2 separate regions of the Mus musculus genome follow, and region 1 is linked to region 2. The links are chromatin contacts, called in public HiChIP or PLAC-seq maps. All regions are on one chromosome and are shown on one strand. Each heading gives the region's core, a stretch centred on a gene start, on an enhancer-like site or on the middle of the called end of the contact. The rest is flanking DNA. Distances are from core to core; before and after follow the strand shown. Region 1 overlaps Med27 (mediator complex subunit 27). Region 2 holds the start of Barhl1 (BarH like homeobox 1).

What was found. HiChIP or PLAC-seq counts read pairs in DNA pulled down with a chosen protein or histone mark.
Region 1: an H3K27ac HiChIP or PLAC-seq map of embryonic stem cells shows a contact between it and region 2, with 4 times the contacts expected there. The contact joins the enhancer-like site here to the promoter of Barhl1 in region 2. A contact is called at or near these places in 3 of 39 promoter capture datasets (liver, pre-B cells and stem cell-derived epiblast-like cells) and 2 of 115 datasets of contacts at active chromatin or transcription factors (bone marrow-derived macrophages and embryonic stem cells).

Annotation. Positions count from the first base shown.
Region 1 is chr2:29,456,074-29,461,338 of GRCm38.p6, reverse strand. The region is part of intron 3 of Med27 (mediator complex subunit 27); the gene reads right to left. Among named protein-coding and RNA genes, the nearest start is that of Mir133c, 17 kb to the left of the region's middle. Within about 2 kb of position 3,493, at least 42 of the 459 cell types and tissues checked have an H3K27ac peak or open chromatin away from gene starts, as enhancers often do. A contact at or near this core is called in embryonic stem cells and stem cell-derived epiblast-like cells, where this site is marked.
Region 2 is chr2:28,914,958-28,919,847 of GRCm38.p6, reverse strand. Barhl1 (BarH like homeobox 1) reads left to right here and starts at 3,427. Exons shown (of 3, transcript NM_019446.4): 1 at 3,427-4,634. The coding sequence starts at 4,169.

The DNA of each region.
Region 1 (5,265 bases), core at 2,244-4,743, 540 kb before region 2:
AGTGCTGGCTGGGGAGCACTGGGCTGGCTAAAAGGCTGTAGAACTGCACTTCTCAGTGTCTGCTAAATCCCACCATCCAGTAGAGTCACAGCGGCATGGCAAGGTCACACGGACTGGGTGGCTTTGTCCCCACAGCAGAAAGGTGGCAGTAGCCAGTTCCTGCTCACCTTTGTGACAATCCCCACCCACACATCCTCTTCAGCTTACACACAAAGCATTAGGTGGAGGTCTCCTCTGGGGGATGGACCCTGATAGGTGATATCATGTGTACTATACCCATAGGCTTCTCTGCTCTTTACCTGTGTTTGGCCAAATGAGGTATCCTGGTTGTTGTCATCGTCATTATTATTATTGCTTTTGTGTGTGTGTGTGTGTGTGTGTGTGGTCAACTTGACACAAGCTGGAGTCATCTGGGAACAGATCTCAACTGAGAAAATGCTTCAATCAGATTGGCTTGTAGGCAAAACTGGAGAGTGTTTTCTCTATTAATGGCTGATATGGAGGGCCAGCGCACTGAGTAAGCCAAGGGGAGCAAGCCAGTAAGCGTTGCTCCTCCATGACCTCTGCTTCAGCTCCTGCCTTGAGTACCTGGCCTGATTTTCCTCAGTGATGGAGTGACCTGAGAGTTGTAAGCTGAAATAGACGGTTTTCTCTTTAACTTGCTTTTGGTCATAGGTGAAGCTCACTAGGACAGGAAGCCCGGAGAGGACGTGTGGGTGTGGGAGGGGAAGAGCAGTCAGATATATCCTACCTACCTGTGAAATCACCAGCAACTAGCTACACTGGGCAGGCCATTCAAACTGCCAGAAGCCTTCTCCGCAGTGTTCTGGCGATTGCCCTGGCTTTTAGCATTCTCCCCTCACACAGGAGGAAGGTCAGCAAAGCCTCTGCCCATTGAACAGAGCACAAGGTGCTGCTCAGGCCCTGGGGTCAACAGGCACCTGCTGCACAAAACTTCCTTAGCCACTCAGTCTCCTTCCAGACAGTGAAAAGTTCTTCCCACGTCAAACACAGAACACCAAAGCAACACCAAAATTCCATATGCTAGGGTATGAAATGAGGTGACCTAGATACTGAAGTTAACTGAAGGTAACAGCAATGTGCATGTTCTTTACTAATAACGAAGTGAAACTTTATGTATTCTGTCCCTTAATTAAGCAATATTCCATTAGCAGAATTTCCCTAGACTATTTAGCTGCGGATGTGGCTTTGTTTAGAAATCCACTTCATTCAAACAGAAGCAGCAGGTGAGAAGCAGGCCCCCAGGTCTGGTCTGTCTTCACCTTTACTCTCCCTGGACATCCTTCAGCATGCTAGGGATGGAACTTAGGGCTGTATAGGCTAAGCACTGACCTACCACTGAGCCCCACCCCCAACCCCATCCTTTCTTATGTGTTCTGATACCTCCAAGCTTTAGGTGGAGATATTCAACTTCTCTCTCAGACCACTGCCAAGTGCTAAACAGCTTCCCTCTAAGTTCACTGTCAAATTCACACGTGCCCCAAAATGTGATAAACATATCCACATGGTGGCACATGAGCTGACATTTATGTCTACATAGACAGAAAAACATAACCAGCAAATAAAACCCAGCAACTTTATACATACCATTTTGCTCAGCCATACAGCTACACAGGCTTAGTTTGAAAAGTTTTAATAAGTTTTTAAAGCAGATAATTCAACAACAGCTTAGCTGCAAAATAGGTTTGCTTATTTGTGAATTATTGTTTTTTTTTCCTTTGTTCTAGATGATTTTTCCCTTCAGTACCTTACAAAAGGTGTTCCCATACCTCCATTTGGAGGTATTGAAGGAGGAGAAATGGACAGGCATCCAGAAGAGGCTGGAGTGTTTAGCTCAGCAAGGCCAGGAAGCAAGGGCTGTGATAACTGATTACTGGGCAGCTGGACAGTGTGTCTGAGAATGTGGCGTGAGCATGCCAAGTGCTCAGGGAGAGGAAGGAAAGTAGCCCTGGCACTTGGCATACACAGCCATTCTGCCATGTTCTGAGTAGTTAAAAACTGCCAGAACACTGCTCTCGGTGGAACCATACCTAGGATTCTCCCATATGACTAACCAGGACAGACCTTGCTTAGTTTCTAAGATCAGATGAGATAGGGTGTGTTCAGGGCGGTATGGCTATAGACCAAACCTAGGATTCTATCTGACACAGGGAAATGGTGGACCCCAGTGCCTGAAACAGACTGACAGTGCATCCTTGTGGTAGTCTGAATGTGACTAGCCTCTATTGTAGAGTTTTGTTGTATTTTTTTCAAATTACTGTGGAGAGACACCATGACCGTGGCAACTCTTTTAAAGGAAAACATTTAATTGGGGATGGCTTACAGTCCAGAGGTTTCAACCTCATCATAGTGAGTAGCATGCTGGCACACAGGCAGACATGGTATTGGAGCAGGCGCTGAGAGTTCTACACCTGGAACCACAGGCAGAGAGAAATAGGGAGGGGGGGGAGGGAGAAAAGGAGGGGGGAAAGAGAAAGAGGGAGGAGGAGAGAGACTGAACCTGGTTTAGGCATTTGAAATCCCAAAGCCCATCCCAATGGGATGACACATTTTCTTCAAACAAGACCACACCTCCTAATGCCACACCTTAAACATTCAAATGAGTTTATGAAGGCCATTCTTATTCAAACCACCACAGCCCTGAAAGGCTCAGATATTTGTGTGTTTAGAAATCAGGTAGTAGCTATACTTGAGGGGTTAGGAGAAGCTGGCATGGCCTTGTTGAAGGAAGTGTGTCACCGGGGAGTGTGCTTTGAGGTTTCAGGTCCACTGTCACTCTCTCTTCCTGTGGCCTGTGGATCCTCCTTCTCCAGCACCATGTTTGCCTGCATGTTGCAAGCTCCCCACCATGATGACAATAGACTGAACTTCTGAAACTGTAAGCCAGCCCCAATGAAATGCTTTCTTTTGTAAGCGTTGCTGTAGACATGGTGTCTCTTCACAGCAATAGAACAGTGGTTAAAATAATCTACTGCAGGGGGATGGTGGCCTCGCCCAAACTTGTGGCTCACCAAGCTTAGAAATCTGTGGCAGTCTGTTAGATCCCGCATGAACGCTTACTGTATGTCAGAAGAGAATTAAGGTCACTCACTTGACCACCCACTAACCATGTCCCATACCCCTTAAGCCCCACCTATTGGTCCCTACATTTTCACTCTAAACAAAAAGGGGAGACCATCGCTTACAAGCAATGGGGGTTTAAAATTTTCTTTTTCTAGAAAAGAGAGAAAGAAAAATGGAAGAGTGAAGTAACTTGGAACCCAGATTATTTTTTATGATTTATCTGTTATTTTTATGTATGTGTATGTGTAGGTGTGTGTGTGTGTGAGTCCCTGCACCTGAGTGTAGCCAGCCTCAGAGGGCAGATACACTGGCTTCCTGGAGCTGGAGTTACAGGTGGCTATGAGCTGGCCAACATGAGTACTGGGAAATGAACTCTACTGTTCAGAACAGCTGAGTCATCCCTCCAGCCCCAAACCTAACTTCCTCCCCTCCACCCTCCTACCCCCACCCCCACCCCCGGGGACGGGGTTTCTCTGTATAGCTCTTGTTGTCCTGGAACTCACTCTGTAGACCAGGTTGATCTCAAACTCAGAATCTGCCTGCCTCTGCCTCCCAAGTGCTGGGATTAAAGTTGTGTGCCACCACCGCCCGGCCAAATCTAACTTCTTAAACTGTGAGGTTTCTAAAACAACCAAACGTAAATTCAAGATCAAATGTATCATGAATCTGAGGTGCTTTGGCAGCATTTGCCCATAGTACATCACATGACTTCACTGTAGCCTTGGGTCTGAACACACAACAGGGCACTTCACACTACATGTTCCCTTGTACCACACAAAAGCAACAAAGTGCCTAAAATACTGTGGGTCAGAATGAAGCCTCTGTATATATGGCTCACATATATGCATCGCTCACACTGCACACACAACGAGTTCCGCTCCTGTTTTCTTATGGAAGCGAAGACACTGTGTTCCTGCTGTCACTGCTTAGCCTGCACCAGAGTAGTTAGTTGTACACAGACTGCTGCGTCAGAACAAAAACTGCTCTTTGAGTTGCTGGCTTGACTTCTTAAAGAAAGAAGAGCATAGCATGAATGTTGGTGTGAGATTATGATGAGACTCCTCCTAACAATTCTGAAATGGTCCTAAAGAGTCTTCTGCCATTTTGTGTGATGCATTTCCGAGGAGAGGCACTCTCAGCACTGGTGACAATAAAGATGTCTATATGCTGCACCACTGCAGCGTCTCATCCTCGGCCAAGAAGGAACTGTTTATGTAAAATAAGCAAAGACACCCATTGAGCTGGCATGTAAATCTGCTTTCATCTTTAGTAAATAATAAAATTATACGCACAGCAAAGAATTGTTTTAAGGTAAACATGGCATTTTATCAGCAAAAGTCTGAAGAGCATGCTTATTTTATATATCTTCTGCTGAGGGTCATGAAAAGATTTCTCTGGTGAAAAGGAGTCAGAAAGCTTAAAAGTGGCGATAGTTTTAGGAAGCTGTGGTCCAGGAGATAAGACGGCCCTAAGTGAAAAGGCTTCCAGGAACAGGCCACAGCCCTCTCTGAGTGACAGGAAGGACACAGACAGGAGAGCCCCTCAGCTGTGTGGCCTGCGGCATACACATAAGTTACAACAGAAGCAGGGGGGGCTTAACTCAAGTTTCAAATTCACGCAGAATCCATTCTCCGACCAAAAATGACGCTACAAACCATTGGCAAGAATACATCAGAATTCCTTCCCAAGGTATCTGAAAATTAAACTGTAGACTCTGGAAATCACAGAAGCCAAAGAAGAAATCAAAAAGAAAATTAGAAAATAATCTTGAACTAAATGATAATTAAATCCATTGAAATGTGTGGCATGCAGGTAATGCCATGCTTAGGGGAACATTTCTAGCTTTCCAATACTTCTACAAGCACTGACTACCTAAGCTTTCATTTAAGAGTCATACAATGGAAAGCAGGTTAATTCCAGAGAAGCAGGAGAGTATTACAATACACATGATCAGAGTATTAGCAAACCTGTGACATGCAGAAGAGAGCAGTCATGACAATGACAACACTAGTAAGATTTACTCAGGAAGGAAGCAGAGACTTGGAATTTACCAGGAACAGGGACAAATTGGGGACAATGTTCAGATTCCAGAGTCGTCAAAAGTAGAATTAAGAGGATATTGTTAAATATTTCATGTCAATAAAATTGACAGCTAAGATGAAAGGGACCGCTTCAAAAGAT
Region 2 (4,890 bases), core at 2,178-4,677:
GGCTCAGCCTACAGAGCCAGGCAAGCAGGAAGAGCAGAACCGAGCCTGTGTGCAATTCCAGGGCTGAATGTGGTGCCTGCCGGGAAAGAGAGGGGGTGGGGAACTGGAAAAATGAAGCATCCAGGTCTAGCCTTGACTCAAAGGGGAGTCTAAGTCTGTGGCCCTTGATGGAGAAGGCAGGCTGCCTCACTCTTCCCACAGGACCCTCCTACCCTATGCCTTAGGAGAAGGCTCTGTGTGTGCCCCTAGCAGGAGCAACAAGTTCAAAGCCAGCAGGGAGGGGCCTGAGCTTCTGAAGTCAGTGTCCTTACACCTGCTGCGCTGGCCACACCTATCTGGGAGGGTGGTTTTGGGGTTTGCAGGGGCTCCAGCTCTATGAGAGGTAATCTGTCTCACATATGCCCAGGAGGCAAGTAGGAACTGGGATCTGGAGCAGGGAATTGTTAGAGGAGGTGGGAGGCTGGGGAGAAAGATCTGGGGTGCTGAATGTGAAGCCAGAAAGAGGGGCTTTAGATGCTGGGGTGACAGCCCAGGGTCCTGCAGTAACACTCACTGAAATCAGACTGCTCAGCTCGCTCCTTTCTTTGAGGGCCCCAAATCTTCCGGAGGGGAGGGGACCGGGAACAGCAACCAGTGTCTGGGGTGGCAGATCAACCTCCTACTGTGTACTAAGTAAATGAAAAGGGTACTCAGAGAGGCTGGGAACTTACAGAGGCTCCAAACCCAACCTCTTAGGACCCCATCGTTCTTAGGACACCCCTTCCTGCCAACCAGGCTTTCTTGTTGAAGAGTGGGTTGGATCCAGGCTCTCTGGACCACTTGATAAAAATTTCCAGTCCTATTTCCTTCCCAGATAAGCACAAGGCCAGTTGAGCCACACACTCACCCGGGCTGCTTCAGACAGGCTGAAGATGCAAGAGCCTGCCAGATAATGGAGGCTGGGGGGGGGGGGCGGGGGTGTGTGGTGGAGTACCTCTCAGGTCAATGCCCTAAGTTGGAAAAGAGCAAGCACATGAGAAAGGGCTATACCCTAAATTTCAAACGAAACAACCCACGCAGCATGTTTTGAATTTCTATAGATTACAATAATTCAGTGCTAATAACGTTATATTAACCAGCTGTTAAATGTCCTTGGGCCTCTGAGAAGTATAGAGAAGCCAGCTCGCGCTGCAAGAGGTTGGGTTCTAGCCTGGTTTATTTTTCTCCCTGCCCTGAGAAGGCTCGAACTGTCCTCTCTGCTTTCTCGGGCTCTGATCTGTGAGACTATCGGCTTCACTTTTTTTTTTCTTTTCTTTTCTTCTGGTTTTCTCTTTTGCTGGGACTGAGATCTCGGCCCAAGAATAAGACTTAGAAAACTGGCCGAGGCAGGAGCTGCTAGGAACCCTTGAGGCCGAGGAGGCTGGAGACACATCTAGAGAGACGGAGACCGCAGCTCTTTGCCGGCCGTGACTATAATGCTTACAGGTCCCAAAAGAGTGAGGTATCTGCAACTCATGTGGACCTAGGGTGCTACGAAAAATGAGTCCTCATAAGGTGAGAAGCAGCAGAGGTGTGGGCGACCGGATAGAGACCCTCCTGCAGCGGCAGAGAAGCCCAAGCTGGAGGCTGGCAGGGAAGGCCCCAAGACATCTCGCTCATGGTGATTTATGACGACTCCGCATCCCCATCCACCAAATTGAAAAGAAAGACAGGCAAGGCCCAGCGGGAGGCGCCCAGCGCTGGGGCCGCCGAGCTCCGGCCGGGGCCCCCGCCCTCCCGCCTCCCCGACAGCTTGCAGCCGAGCTCCACCCGCAGTCCCCCGGGAGCAGCGGGCCCTCGCTCCCAGCCCGGCCGATAGCCCGGCCGCTTCCAATCTGCCGACCGGAGCAGAGGGAGCGCGCGGGGAGCCGGGCGCGAGGCCACCGCTGGCCCATCCCGGCAGAGGACAAAGTTTCCGTTTTGCTCGCTTCGAGGGGCCACTCCCGGCCGAGATCGCGTTTGCGGGCTGCGGCGCTGAACGATTCTACGGCGGCCTTGGTCGCCGAGCCGGACGCGGGCCACGGATAGTTTCCCAGGGGCCAAGAACGAGGGTTAGGGGCGAGCCGAAGAGGAAAGTCTGGACTCCCCGCGAGCCGCGGGGCCCCTGCTGCCCAGATGCGCAACTCCGCTCTCTCGCAGACCAGGGCACCGTCCACCCTGGAGCTGAGCCCAGAGAATCCAGGCCCCTGACCCGTTGCAGCTACTTGGAGACCGGGGCCCCTGCACTAGCAGTGGCTGATCCCACAAAGGAGCGGAACTAGAGCGCGGTCCGGAGGGCGAAGAGGGAAAGTCCCAATCTTCATTTTTAGCACTGCCTTGAAAGAAGAGTCCAGGCTATCCACGGTCGGCCTTAGACATCCTCGTGCTAGCTCAGAACTTGCATTGTCCTGTCTAAAGGTACATCACACACACACACACACACACACACACACACACACACACACACACTTATCCAAAAAACACTAGCTTCTCAGGACATACGCCCTAGAGAGGCCACTGACTGGGGATGAAGAGGTCACTGCCTTGTTTCTTGTGCCGCCTCGCTCAGGCCACAGTCAAATCCGTGGGTCCCCTTAACGCTCCAGACTTGATCTTTCCCACGGTTCAGCTCTCGCCTCCGAATTAGGCCTCACTCTGGTCTCTTTTCCAAAAGACATCAGTCCTAACCTTCTGCAGGCCCAGTAGGCCCAGAGGCAAGGAGAGAATTGTGGTGTTCTACATGGCGTGTGTGTGTGTGTGTGTGTGTGTGTGTGTGTGTGTGAGAGAGAGAGAGAGAGAGAGAGAGAGAGAGAGAGAGAGAGAGTGAAGAGACCTAGAACCCAAGCAAAACACCCTGAAAATAAAATTTTAAATGCTTCTTGTACTAGGAAAAGGATTCCCTACACATCCACGTCTTTTCTCCACTGGGTTATGCTGCCATTTTGTGGGATGAGGAAGGGAAATTAGGAGGAAGAAAGGGGATGTAGATAGGATCCCGGTTCGGTCAAGTAGTTGGAATAATTGTGGACAAGCTCAGGAGAAGGCTTTCAAGGCCCAACATCCAAACTCCAGGCCACGCAGCCCAGCTGGCCCTCCTCCCACCGGTCGGTCCCTGCCCCCCTTGGCTAATCATCTTCATTAGAGGCGTCATCGCTGACCTAATGAAAGCAAACTGTGTGGAAATCGCCGGTAAATAGTTAGGTCTGTGCTGTAATTAATTCAGTGTCTCTTTTAATCAAACTGGAAAAGAATCGGGCCGCGGGTTGTAGAGACGTGACATCACCCCCAAAATCGGCCCGAACCAATCAGCGTCATCACTCCGGGGACACGTGGGTGAGTCCCCTTTAAAAAAAAAACACAACACAACGAAAAAAAAAAAGGAGAGAGAGAGAGAGAGAGAGAGAGAGAGAGAGAGAGAGAGAGAGAGAGAGAAACAACAACAACAACAAAAAAGCCAGTCCTAAAGTAAAAGTGACCCAAGTTCGATTTTTTTTTTTTTAAAGGAAGTGGGGGTGGCGGCGAAGGCGCGCGCGGAGGACAGGTGAGAGCTGCGGTGGGAGCCGCAGGGCGCTGTCCACGGTGCTGGCGGGGCCGAGCAGGAGCTCCGGGGCCAGGTGGGGCTGCTCGATCCCGGGGCCGCTGTCGCTGTCCGCGGTGCTGAGGCCTCCAGGTGCGCTCTGTTCTGCCTGCCCGTAACGCGGCCCCGGCCGGTTGCTATCGGCCGTGCTGACCCCTGCCCTGGGCTACCGTTTGCCTGGAGGAAGCGTGCGGTTTGGATTTTGTTTTTTCAAAAGACGATCTTTATTCAGATTCCATCAACCTCGTGTTTCTTCTGTGCCTAAGGGATCCTCGGGCCGTTCTTCTACCCTTTGGCTCTCCCCAACTTGGCGCGCCCTCCTCCCATTCCTCCTGACACTCCCACCACCACCCCCCCTCGGCTCGGCGGCTCGGCGCGGTGCTGCAGAAGACGCGTTGAGCCCTTTTGGATGTAATGCGCAGAGGAGGTTGGCCCAGAGCTCCCGGGCTCCCCCAAGGCTGAACTCCGTCCAAGGTGCCCACAGGCTCCCTGCCCGCCTTCCCCATGCCAGCCCGCAGCTAGGGGCAGGGGCAGCGGCGGCTGGGGTTGGGGGTGGGTGGGGAGCTTTTGGGGAGGACAGGTTGCAGCTTGGCTATGGAAGGCTCTAATGGCTTTGGGATTGACTCCATTCTCTCCCACCGAGCGGGCAGCCCCGCCCTTCCCAAGGGGGACCCCTTGCTTGGGGACTGCCGTTCACCCCTGGAGCTGAGTCCACGCTCAGAGAGCAGTAGCGACTGCTCTTCACCAGCCTCGCCCGGAAGAGACTGTCTGGAGACCAGTACCTCGCGGCCTGGTGCAGCATCTGGCCCAGGTTTGGACTCTCACCTGCAACCGGGGCAGCTTTCAGCCCCAGCCCAGTCGCGAACTGTCACCTCCTCCTTTCTGATCAGGGACATCCTTGCTGACTGCAAACCTCTCGCGGCCTGTGCACCCTACTCTAGCAGTGGGCAGCCTGCAGCCCCTGAGCCTGGGGGCCGCCTTGCGGCCAAGGCCGGGGAGGACTTTCGAGACAAGCTGGACAAAAGTGTCAGCAGCGCTTCATCAGACTCTGAGTACAAAGGTAAGAAACTAAGGGGAAAAGCGGGGTGGGTGGGTTCTAAAAAGTGACATGTAAAACTTGAGAGCACACACTTGGAGACAGGAACATAGTCATCTCCAGGATCTCTCAGGCCGGGGCCGAGAGTTGGTTTTCCTCTAGACCTCTCTACCAGCTCCAAAGGTTGAGGTCCTGGAGCAACAAAGAGTTCAGCGTGTGTGGCTCGGAGAAGCTGGGGAGGATACTGTGTGTGGAGGAGAGCAAGCCTCCCCAGGTGTAC